Regions from separate parts of the Gasterosteus aculeatus genome. Here region 1 is linked to region 2. The links are chromatin contacts, called in public Hi-C maps. All regions are on one chromosome and are shown on one strand. Each heading gives the region's core, a stretch centred on a gene start, on an enhancer-like site or on the middle of the called end of the contact. The rest is flanking DNA. Distances are from core to core; before and after follow the strand shown.

Evidence for each region. Hi-C and Micro-C count contacts between places; a contact is called where the count stands out from the background.
Region 1: a Hi-C map of liver shows a contact between it and region 2, with 2.6 times the contacts expected there. The contact joins the enhancer-like site here to the promoter of cntln in region 2. A contact is called at or near these places in 2 of 6 Hi-C or Micro-C datasets (liver and skeletal muscle).

Annotation. Positions count from the first base shown.
Region 1 is chr9:16,039,616-16,042,403 of fGasAcu3.hap1.1, reverse strand. It overlaps cntln (centlein, centrosomal protein), which reads right to left. Exons shown (of 27, transcript XM_040187168.2): 18 at 2,781-2,788; 19 at 2,158-2,429. Among protein-coding and RNA genes, the nearest start is that of sh3gl2a, 32 kb to the left of the region's middle. Within about 2 kb of position 1,418, at least 1 of the 9 cell types and tissues checked has open chromatin away from gene starts, as enhancers often do. A contact at or near this core is called in liver, where this site is marked.
Region 2 is chr9:15,993,206-15,996,246 of fGasAcu3.hap1.1, reverse strand. It overlaps cntln (centlein, centrosomal protein), which reads right to left and starts at 1,684. Exons shown (of 27, transcript XM_040187168.2): 1 at 1,529-1,684; 2 at 878-965. The coding sequence starts at 958.

The DNA of each region.
Region 1 (2,788 bases), core at 169-2,668, 46 kb before region 2:
TGGAGAGAGATGACACTGACATGGGGCGGATTTACTGGTGGTCCATTAGGCTGGAAAAAGGGGACACCTCTCTCTCTTTCTCGCATCTGAGCAGGAGTCTCACTGATAACTTTCCGCGTGGTACTCAATCAGAAGCAGGAAGAATTTGGAAACCAGTTGTAATAGCGACACATATACACATGCAGAAATCACAGTGACTTTGTAAAGCAATCAACAGAGACATTAGTGTAATGTCTGTATATTTTAAAAAGGTAGTGGGTTGTCTGTTGCACCCACTAATCCTGTGATAATCCGGCCCTTACGTGTTTGAGGAGGGTAGTGCACTCGGCACGTGAAGAGATAAAGCTGCTAGATTTGCGAAGCCATGTCAGAGTACACTGCAAAGTGAAGTAGACAAGGAAGTAATGACAGAGTGAAGTAGATAATCCAAGTTACAAAAATGATCCTGTATTTGGATGATACGCATGACTAGCACATTTTGTCAAGACCTTGGTAGAAAGAGGAGGGAATGCTTTACCTGTCACCTGAGGTTTTAAGCTTCTTCAGCTATTCCTTCAAGATCAAATGGTTTGGATAATCTGTCTAAAACCTTCATGGTTTATTTGCAACCATCAAAATAATCTGATTGTTGGTATAACTTGGCACATTGGACTTTGTTGCAGTAATATTACCGTGGTCGCTAAACCCCACCACTAGCATCATAACCAAACCAAGTAATAATAGGAATCATCTTTTTCTGAAAATACTGTAGCAGCTATTAAAATGCAGTTAGAAACTCATACAGCGACTACAGACGGAAGTTAGATAAAACAAGAAGCAGCCTAAATAATGAAAGGTTAAGTGGTACACACCGTTCCCGCCCCATTGAACATCTGATATTGCAATAAATTGAGAGAAGATGCTTTTGGAGAGTTTTACAATTATTCAGCTTTTTCCTGCTCCAAACCTTCCACTATCCAAGACCGGTCGATCTCTAGGCAACACAAACAAGTTTCTGAGAAACTGCCATGCTACTTCTCACATGATGGCCCCTGTGGAGGCTGTCCTAGGCCAATTACAAGCAGAGAGTTTTAGTTTGAAAGTTGGCAAGGACCGCCTGGAACAAGCCCAAAGTCCATCACCTCTTGCCCTTTGCAGAGAGGGCAACAACACATGGCTTCGGCCAGTCAGCCGGCTCCAACTTTCTCTGGTGGAGTGGCATTAATACTGCAGGAGGGGAGAGGAAACAAACAGGAAGACAACAATCCCCTCTCTGTCCACTCATTGACAGTGTATATGTGTGTGTGTGTGTGTGTGTGTGTGTGAGTGTGTCTGTGCAACCTCGTGTGGCTTTACTGCTGTGCCTCAGTCTAAGGTCTCGTTGGGCCTTAGCAATCAGATTCCTGGGTGGGGGCACAAGGGCCACTTCCTAGACAGCAGCACTATAAGGGCCGCACTCTGACCTCTGTGTGTGTGTGTGTGTGTGTGTAGGTGTAATATACTGTATCTGTACCATTCACTCATTAAACATAAGGACATACAGGCACATACGCCTAATCAGGCGCCCAGTGGGACCTCACTGGCTGCTGCCGCTATTTCTGAATCCACCAAAAGAAGTCTCCTGCCTGTCTGATTAACGACTATCCGTCTAGGTGTTGGTGTGTGTATTTGTGGGCACAAAGTGTGTGTGTGTGTGTTTTTGTGTATGTTGGTTTGTAAAAGGACAACCTGGCAGGTGAGGTACATTTTAGGGCCAAAGTACTTGGTGTTTTATTTATAGTCCTTAGCAAGTCTAACAGTTTCCTACCTGGAGGCAGATACTAAATAACTAAATGAGTGTGTGGCAGTGGTCACCGCGTGTGTGTGTGTGTGTGTGTCTGCACACACGGGGTCTTGCATACAGCGAAATGTTAGTGCAAGTGACACAGACTGCTGTGGAGGAACTGCCTTGTTGAAACATTCAGCGAGACAACAGCAGAGTGGAAGAGAGGAAAAAAGAGGGAGAGAGATCATCGTCCCCCCTCCTGATCCGTGCCGCTGACCTCCACAGAAAAGAGTCGCCCTGAAGCCATTTATTGTGCGTGATAGACGCACTGCACTCACAAATAAAGAATAAAGAAACACATCAATGAAAATTACCAACACTTTCCAATTGACTGATTTCCCTGTTAATGTTACCTGTGCTCGCTGCTCGCTGATCCAGAGTTTCTCGGTGAGGGAGTCGAGTTGTGCCGTGTTTTTCTCATTGGCCCTTCGAAGCTCCCTGGCAGAAAGCAGAGCGTCTTTCTTGGCACTTCGCAGTATGTCAATGTGATGCTGGAGGGACTCTGTGCGCTGCTGCAGAGAAGAGGAGGAGTAGTGCCGGGTCTTCATTAGCATCCTCTTCTTCCTCCTCCACCTCCTTTCCTCTCCTCTCGTCCCTCGGTCCCACGGCTCATGCTGTTCAACGTCTAACAGGAGGAAGTACACGCAGGCACCTCAGAGTCGACAAGTGCAGCGAACAAATCCCTATTTAGAAGCTACTGGTGGGAGTTAACAGGCTTATGTAAAAGTGTATCTGTGTATGCACAGGTGAAAATGGTGATATATTTAACTACTTGAATGATTAACATTTTCCATTTATAACCAATTCAAGAGTGTCAAGTTCCAAAAACTAACAAAAACGAAGCTTGTTAACTTCTGAGATACTTGTTTCCGATCGACAGCATGTACACGCATCGAGTGTTCTTCCTGCTGCAATTAATAGTCGATTAGACTTTTTGTAGTTCTGCAGGGGTGTGAAAAAGGAAAACTCATGCTACCTCGGGCC
Region 2 (3,041 bases), core at 435-2,934:
CTTTACATTAAAATAACATGAGGTAACAGCGACATGTGTGATTGTTGCCCAACAGCACCATAACGGTCCAAACCCCTGTGCCCGGTGGTATCTAAAGTCAAATAGAAACTCAAATGTATCTCATCAACTGCTGAATCCCAGCACTGTGTGTCCCTGTAAAGTGAGGTTCTGTGAATATGCAAAGTGAAAGATGCTGGGTTAAGTTCACTCATGTTATTAGGCACCACCTGGTGGTGAGTATGCAAGCAAAACCCACCACAACCCCCGATTTGTAAAATGAAGATGACAGGTTCTCAAATCGGTTCATTCGTCTGTGTTTCTGTGTCTTCTATTCATTTAGACAGATAGAAACATTTGGAATATTTGCTAGACAGTTTTTATTGTATTTGCTGAATGTTTAATAAAGTGTGGTCAGGTACTTGTTGCAGCGATCCCTGCGGTGACAACAATTTGTGCAATTCGGTAACCTTAACTAATGTTCAAACAGTATTTGCTAATCATCAACCTGACAACTATAAGCACCAGTCCCTGCTTTACTGGTGCAGTTGAAACTGATCTTAGATCATACGCCTTTCTTTAAATACAACCAGAATAATTATTTCAAGAGGGTGGTCATTGTCTGATGGAAATCATCTTGCACACAACATCTACTACCAAGCTAAAGGTTCTGCCTACTGTAAGTGCACATTTAGGGAGACAAAATAAACCACCTTAGCCCATGACAGAATATGATCTTGGACTCTTTTCTTTTTTACACTGAACATATTGCTGATTAAATGTCCCCGTTGTCACATAATGTCACTAAAGAAATGCTAATGTTAGTATGTAACTAAGTTAGAAGGAAGCCAGTGTGAATCAACCACATATTAATACATACCTGGCATTGCATTAACTCGTCTGATAAACTCTCCACCTGCTCCTCCAAAACCAGGTTGCGAGTGTCGTCTTTGGCGGACATTGTTGTGCTGAAAGAAGCAAAACAACAATATGAGTTCGGTTTGGACATTTTCAAAACGCGTGGCAATGAAGAAGATGACACAGTTAACACGTTATCAACATGGTGGGTTTGTATTTAATCAGCCGTGGCACGGTTGACGAATACAACGTAGTTAATAGTTAATGTGACGTTAGAGAACGTTAGTTAGTTCTTAACTTGACGTAACGTGTCTCGCCATTGGCAGGATGACACAGTCGAACTCCAGAGAGGCTTTTTAGGACATTTTAACTGCGCACTTTGCATCTTACCTGTCACGATAACTTCCCAGCCAGCCAGATATCAACACTTTAGCCGACGCTTTACGCTCACAGCACTTCACTAAAACGTGAAAGTGCTACTGGCTGGCAGCTAGCTTAGCTGACGTTAGCCACTTAGCTAACGTTAACGTTAGTTAACACACACTATGCTCTCCGTCTCTCGTCTGCAGTTGACAGCCGTACGTGTTACGTTGGAACAACGTCACTGCAGTTAGAGTTTAAGCATGCATTAAAATGACCATTTCTAGGCTTCATATAACAAACCAGACCAAACCTTCTCACTGAATCACACTGTTGTCAATAGCTACCGAAACGCCTTTCCTGTTTCAAACAAGCCCGCTGTTTCTCCTTTCTGTGCCTGTGTGTCGTCACCATGATCGCGTCATTTTACGGCAGCTACTACTGATGTACGGCAGAGCGATCCGACCGCAGTCGTTTTCAAAGACGGGCGATTATTACAGAGTACTTATGGTTGTTTCAGTGGATCCTCATCCCACACAAAGAAGGACACTTTAGTTTGAACTCTCCCACTCCCCACGACAATATTATGTACAAAATAAGCCTACTAAGTACAGACCGTTTTGATTAAAAAAAACATTGACCACACACCTAATTTAACAGTTGATAGAATATTTAATTTACACATGATCACAGATAACTCTGTAGTTGGCTAATGACTGTGTGATTTAAGACTCAGCAGCCTCTTATTATTCTAAACAATAATCACCGAAAATATTTCCTTACTTTCTTCCTCGCAGCAGGACACATAAACAAATGATATAAACTGTGTGCATGCATGGTTTGATGCAATAAAACAGCACTCTGCTTTTCCAAGAACAGCATCCGTCCTGGCTATTAATTTCATACACAGTATTACAATAATATATTATATGTATGACAGCGATCATATTGTTTCAATTTTCTCAGCCTCATATCATTGTCTCACTGGTTCATTTCAATTACCTGAAATGTAGGCCACTAATATATTAATTTATCATCTTTTTGTAGACTATTTTATTCTATTGTTTCTTGAACTACTTTGTTTTATGCTTTCTGAAGCAATGGGCACGAACAGAATCCACTGCACATTGTGTCTGGCATGGTTGTGTAAGTAACAAAAAAGTGATTGGATTTAATTTTATAGGATTCATATCCTGGCGGTGGCTTCTTTAACCAGCACCGCGCCTCCCACTGGGCTCCAATCAGAGGCCCATTTCAGCTGACACACCGACTTTGAGCTTCAAATCAAGACCAAGATACCATGGGTCAAATCTCTAAATTATATATACCAACTCATATCAGAAAGAATTCTTAATCATCTGTGGATGAAGAATATGCTTTGGTGTGTGCAATGATTCATTTGTTTTTTATCTTCTCACTATAAGGGTTATCCAATATTTCCATTGAAGGACAGGGGCTGTTAACAAATTATTTAGAGTCTTAAATCCACACAATTGAAATGTTTTGGCGCGTGACTAAATTGTCAAATTAACAATTTATCAAACTAATTAGGGTGATTCTACAGTTTCTTCACAGGCCATTTTGAAATCTCAGCTGCAGAAGCACATGACGCACATTAATACATTTCATTTTTAACATGTTGTTTGTCATTAAATTTGGTTTGAATTAAAGAATTTCACTTATATCTACATAAAATGTGTTGTCCATTTGATAAAAACGCGTGAATCACTTAATAGATCAAATTTAACGTCTTTAAGATGTTAAAGAAAGAAATCTAAAAATATCAAAGGTCGAATAGCAAAATGTCCCAGAATCCGCCAGTGAAT